Regions from separate parts of the Sus scrofa genome. Here regions 1 and 2 are each linked to region 3. A link is a contact called in public Hi-C and HiChIP or PLAC-seq data. All regions are on one chromosome and are shown on one strand. Each heading gives the region's core, a stretch centred on a gene start, on an enhancer-like site or on the middle of the called end of the contact. The rest is flanking DNA. Distances are from core to core; before and after follow the strand shown. Region 1 overlaps IRS1 (insulin receptor substrate 1). Region 2 overlaps LOC106506385 (a long non-coding RNA gene). Region 3 has its middle 430 kb from the start of IRS1.

The links. Hi-C and Micro-C count contacts between places; a contact is called where the count stands out from the background. HiChIP or PLAC-seq counts read pairs in DNA pulled down with a chosen protein or histone mark.
Region 1: a Hi-C map of skeletal muscle shows a contact between it and region 3, with 7 times the contacts expected there. The contact joins two enhancer-like sites. A contact is called at or near these places in 1 of 47 Hi-C or Micro-C datasets (skeletal muscle) and 1 of 2 datasets of contacts at active chromatin or transcription factors (skeletal muscle).
Region 2: a contact with region 3 is called in an H3K27ac HiChIP or PLAC-seq map of skeletal muscle, with 4 times the contacts expected there. The contact joins two enhancer-like sites. A contact is called at or near these places in 1 of 47 Hi-C or Micro-C datasets (heart right ventricle) and 1 of 2 datasets of contacts at active chromatin or transcription factors (skeletal muscle).

Annotation. Positions count from the first base shown.
Region 1 is chr15:128,269,103-128,273,495 of Sscrofa11.1, reverse strand. All of the region lies in intron 1 of IRS1 (insulin receptor substrate 1), which reads left to right. Among named protein-coding and RNA genes, the nearest start is that of IRS1, 36 kb to the left of the region's middle. Within about 2 kb of position 3,070, at least 31 of the 83 cell types and tissues checked have an H3K27ac peak or open chromatin away from gene starts, as enhancers often do. A contact at or near this core is called in skeletal muscle, where this site is marked.
Region 2 is chr15:128,192,934-128,197,440 of Sscrofa11.1, reverse strand. LOC106506385 (a long non-coding RNA gene) reads left to right here. Exons shown (of 4, transcript XR_001301650.2): 2 at 3,322-3,414; 3 at 4,014-4,214. Among named protein-coding and RNA genes, the nearest start is that of IRS1, 110 kb to the left of the region's middle. Within about 2 kb of position 2,305, at least 1 of the 83 cell types and tissues checked has an H3K27ac peak or open chromatin away from gene starts, as enhancers often do. A contact at or near this core is called in skeletal muscle, where this site is marked.
Region 3 is chr15:127,878,107-127,882,323 of Sscrofa11.1, reverse strand. No RefSeq gene overlaps it. Among named protein-coding and RNA genes, the nearest start is that of IRS1, 430 kb to the left of the region's middle. Within about 2 kb of position 2,388, at least 3 of the 83 cell types and tissues checked have an H3K27ac peak or open chromatin away from gene starts, as enhancers often do. A contact at or near this core is called in skeletal muscle, where this site is marked.

The DNA of each region.
Region 1 (4,393 bases), core at 1,821-4,320, 390 kb before region 3:
AATGTTTCGGGAATGGTGAATTTAAAATTAACAAAACCCTCCAGTATAAGGCCCTCACATGGTCTCTGCAGGCCCTTTATCCCTTACACTAAACATCTTCCTTTCTTGCCTTTGAAGGTTTTGTCTCTCTCTTCATTCATCTTTCCATTCAGAAAATGACTGTGCATCCTTTCCTATAAAAGCATTTAAAGGATGATAATGGCACAGAGTGTTCCTGAGACGGTCGTCTTGTTCTCCTCTGGGTGCTCAAAATAGTATACTAGGTGCTAAGAATACCAAATACCTACTTATACCTGGGCAGGCCACTTATTAGCTGTTTTCCTTATTGGATTCCTCGCATTAGAGAGATGTTTTCTGTTTGTAGGCTGATTGGTTTATTTAAAAATAATTATTTAATTGAAGTATAGTTGATTTACAGTGTGGTATTAATTTCTACTGTACAGCAAAGGGACATAATCATATGTATACATAATGTATATTATATATAAATAGTTATATATATGTTCTTTTTCATATTCTTTTCCTTTATGGTTTATCACAGAAGGTTGAACATAGTTCCCTGTGCTATGTTGTTTATCCATTGTGTGTGTGTATGTGTGTGTGTATGTATATATATCACAGTTTGCATCTACTAATCCCCAACTCCCAATCCATCCCTCCCCAACCTCCCCCCCCCCACCCCGGCTTGGTTTTAATGTGCAGTCCCTTCTTTATTCTTATTCCTGAATTACAGTGAAATATGTGGTTTTGCTGACTTTACACTCGATCAGGAGTCAGCAAATTAACCTTATAGGCCAAAATCTGGCCATCATCTGTCTCTGTAGTTTGTGGGAGGGGCGTGCCTACACTCATTTCCTTCTGTATTGTCAGTGGCTGCTTTCTAGCTATAACAGCAGAATTGAGTTGTTATAGTAGAAATTTTAGGTAGTATGGTGGGCAAAATGTACATTGTGATTTTTTTTTTCTCTTTACCATTTTTTACATTTCTATGGTCTCATGGCATTTTAGATGGTTATATCACAGCAGGCCTGAGTTACAGGTCTTTTAATTGCTGGTATGATATGACATATGTAATGGCTTCCTAAAGAATTCTGGGCATTGATTCTAAGTTAGGGTGCCACATTCAAATGGTGATAGTGCATTTTTTTTTAAAATCGAAGTATAGTTAGCTTACAATATTGTGTTAGTTTCTGGTGTACCATAGAGTAATTCAGTTTATATATATATATATATATATATATATATATAATGCATGTGTATATATATATTTTTTCTTTTTCAGATTCTTTTCCATCATAGGTTATTACAAGATATCGCATATAGTTCCCTCTGCTATACAGTAGGACTCTGTTGTTTATCTGATATTTAGTAGTGTGTATCTGTTAATCCCAGACTCCAAATTTCATTTATCCTGGGTTCCTCTGCTCCTTACGCCTTGGTAACCATAAACTTGTTTTCCATGTCTGTGAGTGCGTTTCTGTTTTATAAATAAATTTATTTGTATCATTTTTAAAGATTTCTACACATACCTGCTATGGTATGATATTTGTCAATAGTGCATTCTTCTATTCACTAAGGGCAAGATTTTTAAACACTTCACTAGATTAATAAATCAAACCAAAGTCAAATCTATGTCGTTGTGGAAAATAATGATTGCCAGTTGTTGGAAGATAGTAGGAAGCCTTAAGGAGCCTTTTAATATTTATTTAGACTGCTTCTGTAGTAAGCTGGGATTGTATTGTTGTGGAGCTACAGATAAGCCCTTTGTATAGATTGGTCACTTTTGCCTTAAGTGCTTTTTGGATAATCGGAAGGAAGTGCTGGTGCAAGCCAGGAACCAGGGTGTCTTTGCTAAAAATAACGAGAAGGAACTTGAGTATTCCTCTGGTTTAGGATGGAAAGCAATGTCACGTGGCATTGTTATCCATGACCATGTTTATGTCTCTGTCATGATTTCCAAATGACATTAATGAAATAGTCATTTAAGTTTCAAGATTCACAATTTGGAGCTTAACCAGGTCAACTGCCTCTTCTTGGGCAGAGTCCTTGGATTTGGAGAATTTTAGATTTATTGAATTACCTATAAAATCTTGGTTCTCTTCACAATTTTGTGTGTGTGTGTGTATGTGTGTGTATGTATGTGTCTTTTTAGGGCCGCCCCTGCAGCATATGGAGGTTCCCAGGGTAGGGGTCTAATCCGAGCTGTACCTCCTGCTTATGCCACACCACAGCTCGCAACAACGCCCGATCCTTAACCCACTGAGCAAGTCCAGGCATCGAACCTGCGTCCTCATGGATACTAGTCGGGTTTGTTAACCACTGAGCCACGACGGGAATGCCTCTTCACAATTTTAAAACCTATATCATCTGCGGTGTAGGATGCTTTGTGGGAGGGAGGAAGCTCTTTGAAACCTCAATTAGCCTTCGTTCGGTGTAAATTTTGATAAGAAGCAAAACTTTGTCACTGGGAATGACAGTTGACCAGTGTGGTTGGGAAGAATTCCATAGGAAGTAGCAGAGGTAAAATGGATTAATGTCCAGCTTTTTCTAGTATAGCTCTTGATAACTAGCTTAGATTTAATAAAACCCACAACCAGCTGGGCTGTTTAAGGCACAGCACCTGGGGTCTGTTTTGCACAGATGAGGGTGCAGCTAGCGCCCCCTGTGGTGGTACTGTCAAAACCTCAGTTTCAACAAAAGCCAAATTTAATACCAAAAGCATTCCAGAGCAATTACGCTGTTGTTGTAGTTAAATTATCTAGAGAGTTGGGTTTTATTGCCGAGCTTTGCTCATCAAAACCCATAGTTAGGAATTGGAATTGTTTGGATGTTCACATTCCTGCCCACAGCTACCTAGGTGGTGCGGCTTGATAGAGAACCCAGCTTTGATTTCTAAGTTTAGCTTCACATCGCGGGCCAGCAGTGAAACCTAGAAGTATTGGTTTTCATGGAAGCGGCGTGGAAAACCTCAGCAATTCCCGAATCTCCGCGGCAGTGCCCATATGTGAGTCTGCCGCTGGGCGGGGGGCAGAGGGGCAGGATTAGATTTCACAATGCGGCTTTCACAAGACCTTGTGCATATGTGCTTGCAAGGCTTCCAGTGACGGTAAAAGACAGCACCTTGGACTTCAGACAGCTTCTATGGCGAGTGTTCAAGCTTTGTCCTTGCAATCTCTTTTCAACAAGGAATTGTTCGGTGTCTGATAATAGTAGAGAATTCGGTTACAAACGCAGCTCATTTCCTTGCCAGCTTCATCTGAAAGTGGGAAGAAGAGGGTGCGGAGGGATTAGCCGTGGAGCCATGTGCCTGCGGCCGCTTAAGCGGGCTCCTTTCTGCGTGCCCAGATCTCTACCAGCTGTGTACTTGTTCATCTTTCACGGGGGGAGAGGGTTTTCCTCTGACGTAGAGACATTCCAGATGGACAAGAGTGTAAATGCCAGGTTGCATTTTTAGGGGCTTACTAATGGAGCCACAGCAGATTAAGGGGGGGAAAAAAAGGGTGACTGCTTATCTTTGTAGGGAAGTGTGGACCGGACACCATCAGCTTTGCTGTTCCTGAGATCCTCTTCTGTTGACGTTTTATAAACGAACAGGGTGTTTCAGCCCACTCCGGGGACTAGAGAGGAGATTCTTAATGCTATTTTTTGTTGAAACAATATTTCAGGCAACCTTTAGGTAAACCTACTTATCGAATCTTGGTTTTAAAGTTAACTGCGAATCTTATCTTAAGGCAAAAGACAATAAAACAAACGGTGCCAAGAAAAAAAACAAAACAAAACCCAAACAGCTCACCAAAACCCAAACAAAAAACCAACCCCAAATTTAATTTATGCACATACATTAAAGGCTTTTGTTGGGAGGGTAGGCTTATTTTGCGAATGACTTCTCTCTCTCATCTGAGCCTATATGTACATGTTCTAGTGGAGTTCTTGGAGGCAAAACATTTCAGTGTATTTTCATGGCTTCATGATTCATGATACACTTGCATTTTATTGTGATGTATGATTCTCTTGAGTTTTCTCCAGTGTAAAGAGAGTGGCATGTTTTCAATTATATTAAAAATGGTTTTTATTTGCCTTTGCATGAATTTTGCAAAAAAAAAAAAAAAAGTTTCTATGTTGTTTTTCATTCACTTTTTGAGTACATTTGAAATTTGCTATCTGCTCTGATCCAAATAAGCTCTTCTCTGCTCCTCTGAAGGAAATAAATTTCCCTGCCCATCAACATTTACTATATTGTAGGAAATGCTACAGAGGTTTGGAATGTGACCTGCTTCAGCTGCTGTTTGGTGGTTCATGGTTCAGGATGTTTGCCAGCTGCCACGGTTTGCTGGCGATGTCAAAACCTTTGTAACTTCAGACTCAAGAACCCAGTACTTATTTGCCTCTTTAT
Region 2 (4,507 bases), core at 1,056-3,555, 320 kb before region 3:
TGTTGGAGAACTGTCTAACTCCTTTCCAAACCACATCTTAGAAAAACAAAACAAAACACAACAAGGCAATAAAACAGAGAAAGGAAGATGTGCTCGGTGTGGGAAAATGCTTGACGACACAGGCTTCAACTTGCAACCAAGTCCTTCCCTATGTGGCTGTAACTCACTTATTTGGAGCTTGAAAAATGTACTCCATGGAAGTGCTGTTGTAATTTGCCAGTTTCCAAGATCACACTCTAGTAGCCTCTTTTACCCATCATGGAGTCAGTGATGGTGTGTTTGCAGCAAAAAATATTAGAAAAGACTTCTGTTGTACTTGTTGTTAATGGAAACCCAGATCAAAATATGAGTATTCATTATTTGATGCCACTCTCCAAAAATATGTTTGAAGTTTGAAAAGTTAAAAAAAAAAACAACTTTTGGTTTTGCTTTGTTCTGAAGTGTCGACTGCTCAAAAAAAAAGCAGATTAAACTTAGAAGTATTGGGAGACTTCTGGGAACATTCTGAAGAGTTATTTGGGATATGCTGGACTTATTGTTAAGGGTGTTTGCAGTTATTAACCCCCGTCCTATTTTCACTTCAGATATTTTATTTCAGATTGATAGCTTCCCTTTTCTTATTTATTTTTTTTTTTTTTTTTGTCTTTTTAGGGCTGCACCCACAGCATATGGAAGTTCCTAGGCTAGGGATTAAATTGGAGCTGTAGCCGCTGGCCTATGCCACAGCCACAGCAACACCAGGTCTGAGGCATGTCTGCAGCCTACATCACAGCTGGTGGCAATGCTGGATCCTTAACCCACTGAGAAAGGCCAGGGATCGAACCTGCATCCTCATGGATACTTGTCAGATTCACTTCTGCTGAGCCACGATGGGAACTTTGATGGCTTCCCTTTTCTTGACTGTGGGTTTATCAATCATATGGCTCTTGGAAACACTCATAGCCTTGTTTTGATTTGTGAGGAAGACAAAGAGAAGGAAGGAAAGAAAAATGGAGAGGGGGAAAGAGATTACTGCATGATGGACAGAAGTTGAAAGAGAGAAAAGGAAGACGTTCAGGTTTATGATGATGCTGGGGGGGCAGTTCACAGACTTGTGAGTAACAATGGTCTCCACTTACACAGACTTTCCTTCCAGGGCTGGGAACTGAACTAGATTATTTATATGAATTAGTTCATGGAATTCTCACAGCAGCCTTATGAGTAGGCTGTTTCCTCTATGCCTCACCTAGGGGAATCAACATTTAGAGATGAAACACTTCACTTAAGGCACTACCTCGGCTCCTTCCATGTAATAGATGAGTCTGGATATAAACGCCAGCCTCCTGACTGTCAAGCCCTGCCCTCACGTTACAACACACCCCAGACTGCAGTGAGAGGTGGCAAACAGCGGGTGTGGAGGGTCATGTTGCGTCTGAGCCCTTTGAGAAGGATGGAAGAGGTGCCTGAGAGGGTGTCAGATGGGTTCCTGGTACTTGTCACCAGGCCCGAGAGAGCTTAGGAAATGGGTTCTGAGCTGGAGGCAGAGAGATGGGATTGATCATGGGGCAACTGCTTGGCAGCGGGTATCAGAACATTCCTAAGCTAGAAGTTCCAAACCCAGGAATGCCTCTTTGCAAGTGAAAGCTCACTACCACCCTGGAAGCCGCTGAGACCACTTGCAAACTGAAATTGATGGCTGGATCCATTGTTGGGAAGGTGTTGGACGGTTTGTGGCTTTGTAGTGCTCACCTCTTCAAGGAATTTGCTTCAGAGAACATTCCCTCTGCTCTCAAAGGGTCAACTAGGCAAAATGTTATATTCATTCAAGCAATGGGCCTTTTCTGCATAGCTGCTACATGTGGTCAATCCTTCTGGTCCCCATAAATATTGGACAAACGCCTACTATGTCTGAGACACTCTTCCACGCCACAGAGTGTGATCAGCCCCGCGGACTGGACAACGCCTTCAAAAGGCTGAAGTTTAATTTACTTCATCTCTCATTTTAATACAGGCTCCTCTCTGCCCTTTACACCACAATCCTGGGGGGCACTAAAATACTGCTTAAAGGAAAGAGAGAACACTTTTTTGCAGTGTATTTATAACTTCCTCTCAATTTAGGGTTTGACATGGTTGAGGAGAAAACTAAATATAACCAGTGTTCGTATTTTCCCTCATGAGTCTATTGGGCATTGGAAAAAAAAAAAAGTCGAGAACACAAGCTTTGTGAAAAAGGCTCCCAGGATTAATGAGCAGTTGTATGTATCTCAGGGAAACAGTTTGTAACTAAAAATAGAGTCTCTTTAATTATAGCAACTCAGAGCATTTAATACCCAGATTGTACACTGGGCAGAAATAAATCCCCAAAGGGTGTATGACTAAGGAGGGATGGAGGGGCAGAGCTGAAGGGGTCACAAGAGCTATGCCCCCCCCCCCAATCCAAGGTTGCATTAATGCATGCCTGAGTTTCAGTCAAATATGCTGAGTGCATTCACATGAGAATTTCCTAGTCTCAAAGACAATTAGAAATCAGTTTGTAACGAAGCTAGAAGGAAAAACAGTGCAACATGGGCTATTTTTAGCACACTAAACCCAATTATTAAAAAAAAAAAGAGAGAATGAGTAAAAGATAAGGAAATATAAATGCTACAGGAAAAGGTAATATAAACTTCTTGGTGTGTAGCCATAGTTTACCAAAGAGGTGATTTGTCTAGAACACTAAAGACATTCGTTTAAGAATGGCCGTCTCTGTATTTTATTAGTATTTGTTAAATTCAGATGTCTAGAAAGCTGCTTTCTCAGATGAATTAGAACTCTTAAGATTTTGGTGGGGTTGCTAACTCATGCTGCGTGAACTGTCCTCCCCATTCCAGCCCAGCCAAGGTTCATGTGTTGAAGCCCTTACTTTCAAAGTGGCAGCCTTTGGAGGTGGGCCTTTGGGAGGTAATTAGATTTTGATGAGGTCATGTGGGTAGGGGCCTCACCATGGGGTTAGTGCCCTTATCAGAAGAGAAGGAGACACCAGAGTTTTGTCTCTCTCTCCACCATGTGAGGACATAAGAAGGAAGCCATCTGCAAGCCAGGAAGAGATCCCTGGTCAAGAACTGAATCAGCTGCACCTTGATCTTAGACTTTCTAGCCTCCAGGACTCTGTCGTGAGAAATAAATGTCTGCTGGTCAAACCATCCAGTCTGAGGCATTTTGTTACAGCAGCCATGCAGACTCATGCCTCATACAACCAACCCTGCCACTGGTGTGTTTAAAAAAAAATGCATGGCATGGTTATTGTTCAGTAGTCAAGGAATGACCAATTAAGCATTAAGCATGTTTTTCCCTTCCTCCTAGAGGATTGAAGTCTTCTGGAAATGTCGACAGGTAACGATATCCCCTAATACATGTTCCGATCCTCATCAGCCTTCACCCAAGAACATGTTTAAGGTATGTCCACAATGTGTAGATTTTAACTAAAAGGCAAGAGCTGAAGAACTGAGCATTTCTGTGGAAGTTTAATATTAAAAAGAAGCAGAGAGAGGCTGCCAGCATTTAAACTATTTAATGTCGCACCTTCGTTTGGAAGTAGTAATTGTTATTGTCTTAGCAATGGAAGACGACCTGGTTCTACATACACAGGTAAATGCATTAAGGAAAGAAAACTTCCCATACGGAAGGATTTTGAGCATGGTAATGCTTATTTATAATGTATTTGGTGAATTCCCTCCTTGCAAAAACAACAATCAGATTAACCTGAGGAATGGAAACCCAACAAAAAAAGGAAAAGAATAGAATCATTCTTCTAAACCCTTCATGCACTTTATCTCATGTTTCTTTGTATTTTGGGGTCAAATTATAGTGGCAGGTATAATAGCACCCTGTACTGATGGAGAAATGCAGAGAAGTTCAAGTGAAGGGATAATTTATTCCTCTCTGGTAGATGCTTCCTCAGAAACTTTAAAATAATAGCTTTCCACTTCTAGAGGACTTTGACCAACCATTCTTACATTCTGTTGATGCATTTTTGTTTGTTTGTTTTTGTACAGTGATGAAGGGTCCAGAGCTAAGGAAGAAATTCCACTGCTATTCTCAGATGTATATACCCAAACATGGGTAAAAACAAGGAAGCATTTATAGCACTGTGTATTGTTGAAGTCCTTTTGGTTAAAAATGGGACGAAACAAAACAAACCAAAACAAAACGAAAACATTTCGGGCAGCCTCCTTCCCCTGTTGCCGGCTCGTAAGGTAGGATTGGCTGATTTTTGTTGCTCTCTTCCCCAGCTTGTTTTAATGCAATATGCATAGTCTGAACGTGAACCAAAGGAAACTGCCACTTTTGCGGGTCAGAAATGCAAATATTGGCCATTTCTTATAGTCATGCTTAGAATGGATAGTTCTAGATTTATGTGGCACAGGTTGATTGTAAAACTGATCAAGAGTAGATGGCATTTTAAATGTTCTCTTCTCCCCATTCCTTCGTCTATTCGTATGATTAATGGACATTTCCACGTGCTACACTTTCCGTGGATGCACTCAGA
Region 3 (4,217 bases), core at 1,139-3,638:
TTCCTTTCCTTCTTTCCTCTGTCCTTTCTCTTTCCCTCCCTCCCCCTTTCCCCTCCCTCACTTCCTATTTTCTTCCTTCCTTCTTCTTTCCTTCCCTCCTTCCTTGCTCCCACCTTTCTTCCATTCTTCTCTCTCACGCTCTCTTCCTCCTCTCTTCGAGTGTGATTCTCACTTTTTCTGTTTGTTTTTTACCTCCTCTGTTTTATTCTGCCCTCTCCATTTATTTCAATCTTTCCACCTCAATCTCTCCCTACCACCTTCCTCCCACTCCTATCAACCTCATTAGTGTCCTTCCTCCATTTGTTATGACCTATATAAAATGCGTTTTTATGACATACTCTTTTCAAATAATCTAAATTTTTTACATCTCTGCTTTAAAAAAAATAGGCCAGGGAAATATGTTTTACCTCTTGAAAAACAAAGTCCTTAAAGCTAACTTATTTTATACCTGTCATTACCTTGGTTGGGTATTTTTATTTGTGGGACAATAACAAGGAAAGCTGTGGTAAAACACCATGGTAAAACATCAATGGATTTCTAGCCATGAAACTGTAAAGAGAAAGTGAGAGAGAGAGAATATGAGAGAGAGAGTGAGAGTGAGAGATCTAAATTAGGGCTTGTCCAGGGTGTAATAGATTAGCACCTGCTGTTTGAACGTCACTGAAACACGCAATTGGGAAGTTGGGCTGTGCGCAAGAGCCTGGGGCCACATCCCTCAAGCCGCTCCAATCCCTGAGCAGGGCTGGCCAAGTGGAGGTTGGCCAGCATCCATGGCCAGACAAATGGCAGGGGGAATTCCTGTCCTAGGAAGAGGAGAACTAGAGAAACTCCCCTGGCTTTTCCCCTGGAATATTATGATGGTGGGATTCTTATGCCTTTTCGTTGATGTATTTGGAGTGACACTTTTCTTGCCTATATCTCAGAGCAACTGAATTGACGTTAAAGATGATTCAGGAGCAAGGTCAAGTACATTTCAGGTGCTCATGCTGTTACTTGTGTTTGGGAAAGCATGTATCTGCATTTGTTTACTTACTTAGTGGAAGATCCACTATAAAATGGGGACAAAGATGCACTGGGTAGACAGGAAATTTTTAAATAAGTACTTATGAAAAAACTACTTTAGGAAAAGCAAGGGGTTTTTTTTCTGTAAAATATTTTATTATTTTATCAATATAAATTTTGATAACACATAATCCTACATAAACAGAAGTAAAAAGGAAACAAAATTTCCTTTCCCCTCTCCAGTGAAAAGCCTTCTACTTGGTACCTACTTCGTTTAGGATGCCACAAAATGATGGTGTGTCAATGTCCCAAATTACTCTGGACAGAACTGAGATGAAAGCCTGGACAAGTATCAGAGATAACATCACCAGCAGGATAACTTTATATTATAACCAAGTGTCCTCACTTCCTTATACATTATGTTTTCATAAGAATTCTTTTTTCTTTTTTCTTTTTTTTCATTTTACAGCCACACCTGTGGAATATGGAAGTACCCAGGCTAAAGATCTAATGGGAGCTGCAGTTGAGACCTACCCCACAGCTACAGCAATGCGGGACCAGAATCGCATCTGCAACCTAGCTGCAGCTTGCAGGAATGCTGAACCCTTTATCCATGGAGGAAGGCCAGGCATCGAACCTGCATCCTCATGGATACTATGTCAGGTTCTTAACCCAGTGAGCCACGAGAGGAACTCCTCATTAGAATTATTAATAGAAATAACAATTGAAGGCGATGACTGCCAAGCTGCTGTCTTCAAGAACACCTGGTCTTGGATTCTGTCATGGATCTGACATTTACAGCATTGCTCACAGCACACGTTCATCCATTCCACTAGTTTACATTTCTAGAGCATATTTAGTGTCATAAGGATCTTTCATGTGCATCATGATATTTTACAGCTTTGGAGTACTTTAGCACTTATGAAACATTCTGCTTCATGATGGAATTTGAGTTTTACAACAATCTTGGTGTTTTAAAGAGGGGGCCCACTGAAGACCTGTGATTTCAGCCCATGGTCACAGGTAAGAGATAATCCAGTCTTCTAATGAGACTTCATTTGAATCCAGGGCTTCTGATTTCTTTTCTCATGGAAAACCACCAACCTGTACCCAAACAAACAAACAAACAAACATACAAACAAACAAAAAACCTTGCAGGTTTGTTCAAAGAGGGGACAGTGAGCAGAATCTGAAAAGAAGAGAAGTCATGACGTAAAAGCCCTCCACACTTGGTGCAGCCCTTACTTAGGGTAGTCGTGTTGCCCTTTTCCGAATTAAGTTATTCCAGCTACATGAAATGCAACAAGATGACACCAGCAGGGCATTGACTTGATTTAGAACTGAGCCGCACACCTGTTCTTCTAAATATAAACAAATTTGCAACCTGAACCATTGGCAGTTGCTGGAGGGTAAGCAAATGGAAGCCTGGGCTGGTGCCTGCCTGCAGCCTGGCTCTGGACTTACCAATGCACAAGGGCCAAGTAAGCATCATGCCAGGCAGAATAGCTGGTATGGCAATCTGGTGGTCACAGTGACCTTTTATCTCACCAGGGAGATTATAATTATTAGCTTTATTATCCTTATTGTTATTTTTAAATGTGCTTAGTTTGCTCTTGCGGCTCAGCTTGTACCCAGCTTGTTGAGCATTCCGGGTCCTCTTGGTTTCTATGTGTGAAAGTTTCCTAACTTGCTGTGTTTGGAGAAAGCTCATCCTAAAAGAAATTGTTTGCTACACTCCAGAACATAAAATTAAATCTATAATGTATTTTCATTTTCTGTGTGAAACTCTGTCCAGGTTCTAGAGTTCCTGGCTATTCAAAGTATGTGATGACTTCTTGATACTACGATGTCTCTTTCCATTCTCACTCAGAGGGAAAGAAACCACACGGGGGTCCTTGGAAACATTCCACATTATCTTTAACTGATGGGATACTCCAGAGGTGATGCAAATGTAAGTAGCCCCGTGGCAGGCATGCTATGGTGAGGATGACGGAGTTGTACAAACTTGAGAGACTTGATTGATCTGATTGGCCAAAGCTCTTAATATGGTCAGATTATGATAATCAGTTGGTTCTCAAAGCTATTTATTTATAGAATGAGCAGAGAAGTCTCTCAATTTTCTTTCAAAATAATTGTTGGAGTTCCTGTCATGGCTAAGTGAAAAAGAATCTGACTAGCATCCATAAGGACGCAGGTTCAATCCCTGGCCTTGCTCAGTGGGTTAAGGATCCAGCATTGCCATGAGCTGTGGTATAGGTCACAGACACTGCTTGGATCTGGCGTTGCTGTGGCTGTGGTATAGGCTGGCAGCTGCAGCTCCAATTCGACTCACAGCCTGGGCACCTCCATGTGCCGGGGGTGTGGCCCTAAGAAGACCAAAAAAAAAAAAAAAATTCCTATGCAATTGCAAAAAATTTGCATGTTGAAAATTTTGAATAGGCATAAAAGCACCTCAAAATAAAACCATTGCCATCTTTTGATTTGCTTATATGTTCCCCCAATGCCAACCTGGTAATTTGATGAATTCTACTAAAATATCTCCTAGCGTGAATAAATATATTGAATTCTTGGGGTAAATCCTAATTGTGTACGGTGAGGTGTTACATATTTAGATGTAGAGATCAATGTATAAATGTAGATTGATCTAGCTGAGATGGTGACAGAGCTGTAATTCAATTCTCCCTTTGAGAGAACCTACAAAGAGTCATTGGCAGACAGCCTCAGCTGCTGCTATTTGGATTGACCTTACCGTAGCCATGCTTTCCCTGGTCTGTTATCAGCCAATGACTGTGCATAGCAGGAAGATCAGAGCTGGGACATTCCTGCTCCTTCCCATCCTCCACCTTGAGGATAAGTCAAAATAACATACAGCCCAACGGAATGGTGGAGTTTAATGCCACCATTAAAGACCTAAAAGATAGTGTTCTCTCTCCATCATGTCCTTTTAAATTTTAATGTATTTTTTATTAAAGTGTAGTTGATTTACAATGTTGTATCAATTTTTGCTGTACAGCATAGTGACCCAGTCACACACATATATACATTCTTCTACTCATACTTTTTTCCATCATGTTCTATCCCTAAAGATTGGATACTTCCCTGTGCTGTGTAGTGGAATCTCATTGCTTACCTATTCTAAATGTAATACTTTGCATCTACTAACCCCAAACTCCTCATTCATCCCACTCCCTCCCCTTCCCCCTTGACAACCAAAA